2 separate regions of the Mus musculus genome follow, and region 1 is linked to region 2. The links are chromatin contacts, called in public HiChIP or PLAC-seq maps. All regions are on one chromosome and are shown on one strand. The core of a region is the stretch at or near the end of the contact, and the rest is flanking DNA. Distances in the headings are between cores, read along the strand shown. Region 1 overlaps Lpp (LIM domain containing preferred translocation partner in lipoma). Region 2 overlaps Lpp (LIM domain containing preferred translocation partner in lipoma).

Evidence for each region. HiChIP or PLAC-seq counts read pairs in DNA pulled down with a chosen protein or histone mark.
Region 1: a contact with region 2 is called in a BATF HiChIP or PLAC-seq map of CD8 T cells, with 8 read pairs. The contact joins two enhancer-like sites. A contact is called at or near these places in 1 of 15 datasets of contacts at CTCF or cohesin (CD8 T cells) and 2 of 115 datasets of contacts at active chromatin or transcription factors (CD8 T cells and memory CD8 T cells).

The regions. Positions count from the first base shown.
Region 1 is chr16:24,703,158-24,707,040 of GRCm38.p6, reverse strand. All of the region lies in intron 7 of Lpp (LIM domain containing preferred translocation partner in lipoma), which reads right to left. Among named protein-coding and RNA genes, the nearest start is that of Mir28a, 120 kb to the left of the region's middle. Within about 2 kb of position 2,595, at least 21 of the 459 cell types and tissues checked have an H3K27ac peak or open chromatin away from gene starts, as enhancers often do. A contact at or near this core is called in CD8 T cells and memory CD8 T cells, where this site is marked.
Region 2 is chr16:24,623,069-24,627,036 of GRCm38.p6, reverse strand. The region is part of intron 5 of Lpp (LIM domain containing preferred translocation partner in lipoma); the gene reads right to left. Among named protein-coding and RNA genes, the nearest start is that of Mir28a, 200 kb to the left of the region's middle. Within about 2 kb of position 2,491, at least 69 of the 459 cell types and tissues checked have an H3K27ac peak or open chromatin away from gene starts, as enhancers often do. A contact at or near this core is called in CD8 T cells and memory CD8 T cells, where this site is marked.

The sequences.
Region 1 (3,883 bases), core at 1,346-3,845, 80 kb before region 2:
TACAATACAAGTGACTGGATCGTCTTCAGAAATGTTCTTCCTAGCTTCTAGAATCCACTGTGCTTGGGGCCTCCTCCCACAGGCATATTCTTTGCCTCCAAGATCATTTCTTCGGTTGTCTCCATTGCATTAAAATATTGTCTCAGATTTTAGTCTTTAAGTGGCAAAGTTCTGAAGTTCATTCTGCTGACTCCTAATGAGATATCAAGAGGAAAGATTGACTTTGAGCCTCGAATATACACCTATTCAGTAGAAACTGAGATTCTAACAGGACAAACAGAACATATACAAAGACAAATTCTTGATCATCTTTTCTCCCTTTCCCCCATTATATAAAAAAAAAAGAAAGAAAAAGCTAAGAATATGGCTCATTAGATAAAAGAACTTGCTTTTAAAGCAAGAAACCTGTATTCAGACCCCCAGCAAAGGCCCAGCACTTGGAAACAAAGACATTTGGATTTCAGGAGTTCTGAGCCTACCACTCAAAAGAAGTGAACTTCAAGTTCAAATGACACACCTGTCTCAAAAACTAATGATGACAAAGGTTGAAAAGACGCTCAATGGTTAAGAGTAGAGCTCAATGGTTAAGTGCTGCTCTTGCAGAGGCCCTAGGTTCCAATCCCAGTACCCACACAGTGGCTCACAACTGAGAATTCAGTCCCAGAAGATCCAATGCAATCTTCTGAACTCTGTAGGCACCAGGCAGGCACATAGTGTGCAGACATAAGTACAAGCAAGAAAGCAAAGCCTGTACATGCACAAAGTAAAACAACATAGAGAAAGATATGAGGAGATACCCAATAAGCTACGACGGTGTCTGTGTGCATATGTGCACACACAAGCCACAAACACACACATCCAACACCCTACCACAAACAAATAAAAGTCTAAAATAAATGTCAAAATGAAAGCACCTCTAAAAATGGAAACCAAATGCCTGCTCTTTCTGTCTGCTGGAACCTCAGTAAGTGGTTACTACTCACATCCCATCTGCCCACCATCTTGTTGATTAGGCCATCAGTCCTAGACTTGCAAACCTTTGGATCTTCCTGTCTACAACCTGTCTCATTGATAGAGTCCTGCCAGCTTTCACATCTAGGTAGTTTGAAGCATTACTGCCTGTTGTCTGTTTTCCAGCAGGAGGCCACCATGACTAGAACACTTCTCATCAAAGCCTCCAGATGTTCCCCAGCTCCCTCTAAGGAAGACCCAGAGTCCAGAGCCCTGTGCCATGATCAGGAGCTGCTTTCTTTCTCACTGATACCTAGCATCTTGATTCACAGAGTGCAGCAGCCAATCCAGGCTGCTTTCCAATCTGACCCATGCCATTGCTGGCTAGAATCTGTGCCGTCTTTTCTCCTCTATCCCCTAAAATAACAAAAAATTGAAACGTGCCTGTCTGGAACATCCTTTAACATGCATCTAATAGCTTGTTTCAATACAACCTAGGTAGCTGTGCTCCAATGCTACCTCATCTTAAGTGTCTCCCCAGAAACCCCAGAAAAAAACGCAATGACCAGACCATCCCATCCCCTCTATGTTTTACCTTCAACTTTCTCTCTACCACTTAGTTAGACTTTAGTACATAATTGTCTGCTTTTGAATCCTCTCCCACAGGAAAATGAACCCTTTAAGGACGTACATTTCACTTTATTTGTGATTGTACCCTCACCATCCAGAAAACATTCAACAATGTCCACTAAGTACCTCATAAAAAGAGATAAATGAGTCCTTCGGTTACTTCTCTTGCAATTCCAGAAATAAGATGTGAGTAGAAGAATTTAATAGCATAAAAAGTCACATAGCAATGCAATCACCTTTAGAAGAGAGTTGCAGTTTTACTCAATAAAGGTAAAATATTATATGTTACCATCGATTTGGATTGTGAGTAATAGAATATAAAACTTGGACTCAGCTGTGCTGGACTGGAATGAGAGTAAGTAGGTGATGCAGGCTTTGTTCCCGGCACTGCCCCTTGTGGGCCTCGGGCAGCAGAGAGAACTCCACACATGTGGGACTTCCTACTTCTGGGATTTGGTATAAATTCAACTACCACTCATTCAAAAGATAGTGTCTCGGGGTTTGTTTACAGGACATATTTCACTGTTGTCAACTCTATTCGCAAGTTTAGAAAGGAGTCACATTTGAAATTGTGTGGCATTTCCAGAAAACATTATGCCACATCACTAACACAGAAAGTAGGCATAGCAGGTTCTTCCTCTTCACACACCAGTGGGTGTGAGATATCATCAACTACAACATAGAAGGGAAAGTAGTCAGGATGCTAAGCTCTTCCAGAAAAAAAAAAAGCACCCCATTCACACATGAAGATACATGGCAGTTTTCCTTTAATGCACACACTTCCAATGCTTGCTACACCAGCTCGCAGATATAAGGGATTGATACTCTGTGTTCTCCTGAGTAGTAGAGGTGACCTTTCAAAAGCCACCCCTCCTCATCCCCCAGCCTGCAATCCCATGGAGATCAAAGCCAGCTTGCTATTATGCAGTAACATTTCTGTGATCAGATACAGTGTGGGCTCTACAATTCTATGTATGTCAAGACATTTTCACATAAGTGACTCACTCGGTAGAGGCTCCGGCAGGGCACACCACACTCACACCTTCTCTTTTGAGGTTGAGCCCACCTCAGGAGAGTTACAAGAGAACATCCTGTTTAGCTGATCTGCTCTGCAACTCAACAGTGTAACTGGACTTGACTTAACAATACATCTTCTCTTCCATAATCTATCACAAAAATCTTTCCATCTATTTCTGTTCTCCAGCTCATATGTATGACAAGTCAGTCTTAGACAAGCATACACGTTAATCACCTATTCTTACATTAAAGGCACCAGGAAACAGAGGTGATGATTAGACTTCCTAAATATGTTCACAATTCCAGGGAGAATGGGTACTGCTCCTGGGGTGAATATCTGAAGGTCTATGCTGGCTCAGTCACTGTACATCAGCTCCAGGAAGCACCACAACGTGGGCTGCACTGTAACTGAGGCACATAATCGTGCTGTTCTTGGGCAGGCTACAAGCGGCTTGAAAAAGCTAGGGCAACTTTTCACAGGTCGATAATATGATTGGCCTATGTCTTAGTGAACACTACCATGGTCTATAAACTGGAAGCTTGGTAAATGTGATACTCTTGAGCTGGGAATCTTTAGAAGGTGGATCTTGTGAAAAAAGCAGATTATGAAATGAATGCTCATGGAGGCAAACCTTGCCTTCTGATATATGCATATGAGGACACTCTTCCCATGATGCCATTTGCCTTGAAGTAAGGGCAGAAAAACTTGGCTGTTAACAGAGCCATATTGCTTGAATGTCAACCTCCAAGAATTTTTATTTTAGCTCCAGGTCTTTTGTTACAGTAATAAAACATACTAATAACAACCAACAACAACAAAATTCAGAAAGGCTTTAGACCTTGAGTAGTATTCCCATCAGGGCAAAACCAAAGCAAGGAGAAAGAATAAAATAATGATGTGAACATTTACAACATACAAGATACTGAAATGTGTTCCAAGAACAGGTAACCACTGTACTTCATTTCCCGTGGAAACCGCTACAAATCACTGTTGGCTAGCAAGGACCTGCTACTGACCTTAATGAGATATTACACAACAGACTGCATATGTCTGCACTAAATGAATGAATTCCCTGTTACTATCAACATAAACTCAGGATGTATTACCTAAAGGAAAAAGCCTACTTCCTGTCTGAACACTTCATCTCTTTTTGAAATGTACCATTTTAGAAGAGTATAAAGCTGCTTTTCTGGGCTTATGATGGGTAAAATAACAACCTAGTAATAGTCAAATTGTAACTTCTAGATCTTGTGGACAAATTTCTTTATTTGCCAGAATAAACGC
Region 2 (3,968 bases), core at 1,242-3,741:
AGAGTAATGGTTCTCCATGTGTGTTATAAGACACCATGCAATACTGAAAGGTTTTCTTGGCTTCTGTCACCGTTAATGTTATGTTTGAGACAGATGAAGAATAAAGAATAAAGAATAAATTTCTATCAAGGAACTGAGTCAGAGACCAAGCTATGAGAAAACAGCATCCCTGTCTGTCTACTCCACTGCGATAATAGGAAGAGCTAGACAGTAGTGTTAGATATATGAGAACTTGGAGCACCCTCACCAAAAGGTACTAGCAGAGTAGGAATACAGGCACGACATACTTCTGCTAATTCTCGTTTAATTACAAAGCTCAGTCTGGCTCAGAAGGGGACATCACTTGAGAATATCTCTAGCATACGCACTAACAGAGGGTCTTTCTGTGGCCAATAAACTACTAAAAAGTGCAATCAAATAAAATTTCTGCCTTAAGAAAATAGAAAAGCAGCAACAAAATTCAAGTGTCATTTGTTACAAAAAGACAACAGATATTAATTTGTAGGTCCCTGTTTATTTTCTTCCAACTCCGAGGGCATGTACACCATATCTTTATGTAAGAATGGTTTCCAAGAGCCAGTCATACTGCCCACTACTAATGAAACCCCACCTTGCCATCAAGCAGCTGGCAATGAGACATGCAGGCTAGTAGGGGACAAAATACGTTACACAATATAGAAAAATACCGAAACTGATGAGTGTGAAATCACTGCAACAAACTCAAGGGAGCAAAAAGAATTTCCCTTTTCAAATTACTTACGACATGTACTCTACTTGACTCTCTCTCTCTCCATGAACTAACAAATATGGTCTCCAAGTATTCTCATGTCCAGGGGACCTGATACAAAGGCTTTCTCTTTCTAGACTTTTGCAACCTTGAGACTATTATTTCAAACCCTCTTTTCTGTTTTTTTTCCCACGTTGAATTTTCCACCACACATAGTTTTCAACAAGTCGCACTTTCCCGAAGATCATACTCACACACATGCATACAACACACACACTCGTATATCTATAACTTTATATATATACATGTATATACATATATCTAATATTCCCCTATAATATTATTAATATAACTAAATTATAAATATTAGTTCATAACATCCTTATAGAGAGGCAGAAGTCAATCAGTGTTTTTCTGAAATTGAATCTTAGAAATGCATAAGACTGAATGATTTGCAAGGCCACTTCCCGCTCCAGATTCCAGTATGTTACAAACCGGAGTGACGTGCAAAATTACCCAACGCAGTGATTCCTGGCTACCTCGTGACTTGCTTCTACACACTGACAGTCTAGAGGAAGTGCCTTGGGTTTACTTCCATAAATGGAAGCCAGCTAAGCTATTAGGATATGGTGACTTAACAGAAAAAAAAAAGAATTTAAAGTAACTATGACCCTGAATATTACAGTTTTGCCCCAGGATTCTTCTCCATGACTATACTTGCTTTGTGACACTTTGATCAAATCAAAATTTAAGGCAAATTCTAAATTTACCCTCTAGTTTCATCAGAGGGGAAAAGATACTCACTCATGAAGGACCACAATATCAGTTCAGTGGGCTTCAACAGCACTTGAAAATGACAGACAATAGAAAGTACAGTGAATAACATATACCTTAAAAGCATATGTAAAGAAACTCTCACTTCAAATTACATACATGTGTGACGCACAACTGTCAGTGTAAAATGTACCTCTTACTGATATTTGTAAGAAAAGGGGGCAGGGTTAAAACTATCATAGAACAAAGTGTACAAGCATACATAGCTTCACAGCTGACACCTACACATTACAGAGCCAATTAGTATGCAGTAAGGGCAAAGCAAGTCTTCAGAAAGGAATCACACCCCTAGATTTCACACTTCTCCCTCTAAAGAGCAATCCTGATCGCCACTGGACAAGCTGGGTAAATGAACCTCTGCCATACACACTTGCACACGTAGATGTGTTTGTGTATGTGCACACACATGCATCTCTGCACACACAGGAGCACACAAACAGGCCAGAGCACACATACCACACAAATGCAGGCACATGCATGCATTAGCACCTGCATGGCACACACACACACACACACACACACACACACACACACACACACACACACACAGAGAGAGAGAGAGAGAGAGAGAGAGAGAGAGTGAGTGAGTTCCGTTTCTCTTCTCCCATGCTTCAACCACCCAGGTCCTATAGTGGGAAAGAAGGACTTTTTAGCCTTCTTTGGCTCACCCTTTCTTACTCCTGTATCTTATAGGGTGAGGTGGCAGGAAACAGAAGGAAAGCGAAAGAGAGAACATTTCAATTTCTCACAGATTTTTGTTACTAACACACCCACCCCAGCCTGCCACCTCTGTCTGCGGCATTGAAGACTGAACTTGAGCATTTTCAGACTTTCAGAATATTTTTCTTTCTACTTCCCTAGCTGAATGGCTCAGTTTGAGTAATTTTCTCTTTCTCCTGGGGTTGGTTGCTAAGAGACACTCTTATTACTTCTCTTTCTCTTATGACCGGATTACTGTGATCAGCAAAGACAGCGTGCAGGCAACATCCTGACATGGTTCAGACAAGATCGCAGGGCCTCTTATACAATGATGGACTTTTTTAACCCTCTCACTGCTGCAGATCAGTATTCCCTGAGCTCCTTTGCACATGGAGTCAAAGGATTTATCCTCCTTTAAGGGAGGGGCTATGGCGGTTGCCCAGTACCCATTCCTGCAGCAGCTGATACACTGCAATGTACTTCTTTAAGAGTTCTGAGTTACCTATTAAGACAATAGTTCCTTACATCATTTGTGGGAAAGTTCTGAATTCATCTCTCCATCTTGGATAAGGTCTCTTAAGATCCTTCTTGGTCAGGCTTTAATTTCTTATTCCTTTACTACTATAAAGAGCCAGGCAAAGATTACATTTTTCTGTTTCCAATCCTAACCAGCTCAGGGCAGAAAACATGAAAAACCCATGTGTTTGCTCAATGTGTGTACAACTAAGTGTTGGGCTTCAGTTCCCTTCCCTGAGTCTCCTATTCAGCTTGCCCACCCATTTACCCCAGTGGTTAAAGCTTCAGGAAGAGTTAGGAGTTTCTTACAAAAGGAGACCTCTGAACAGACCAAGAAATCAAGGAGAAGACAGTAAAATATATAAGATACGAGTAAAGATTCTCAAGGGGGATCATTGCTATCCTGGATTGATATTTCCTTCAGACAGCTGGAAAGATGCAACCATTTAATCTACTTTTCTATCAATTCCTCCATCGAAGAGTCAACCTGGGATTTTTTTATTGGGCTCTCAAGATGGGCCCTGGAGGTAGAAGCACAAAGCTTGTTGACCTGAATGTAATCAACAAAACCAAAGCATCAAAGAGAACTGAATTCCATGAGTTATAAAGACACACAGAAACACATTCAAAGGCATGAGCATGCAAGAGCACATACACATACAAACACATACACACGCATACACACACACATACACACACACACATACACACATACATACACACACATACACACACACACATACACACACACATACACACACATACACACACATATACACACATACACACACATATACACACATACACACATACACACACATACACACACATACACACACACATACACACACACATACACACACACACACATACACACACACACAGTTACAACATTTCTAAACAATAGACATTTTCAGTTACCTTTTCTACATTCAAAGCTTCAAAGCAAGCTCACATAGGATAATCTATAACATCTTTACAAAGACAGCAGGCTGACAGTTTCCGTCACCATCACTGTGAGCTTTTATTACTCAAATTCCATTCATTCCTTTAAGGTTTTAATTTTTATCAAAATTGAAGTTGTCCTGGCTGGGTTCCACTCTGACACACTTTCAAAAACAAATTTGTTCCCTTCCAATTTTGATATCTATCTACCTATAGCCACACAGTTATCCATAGTTCAGTGTGTGCA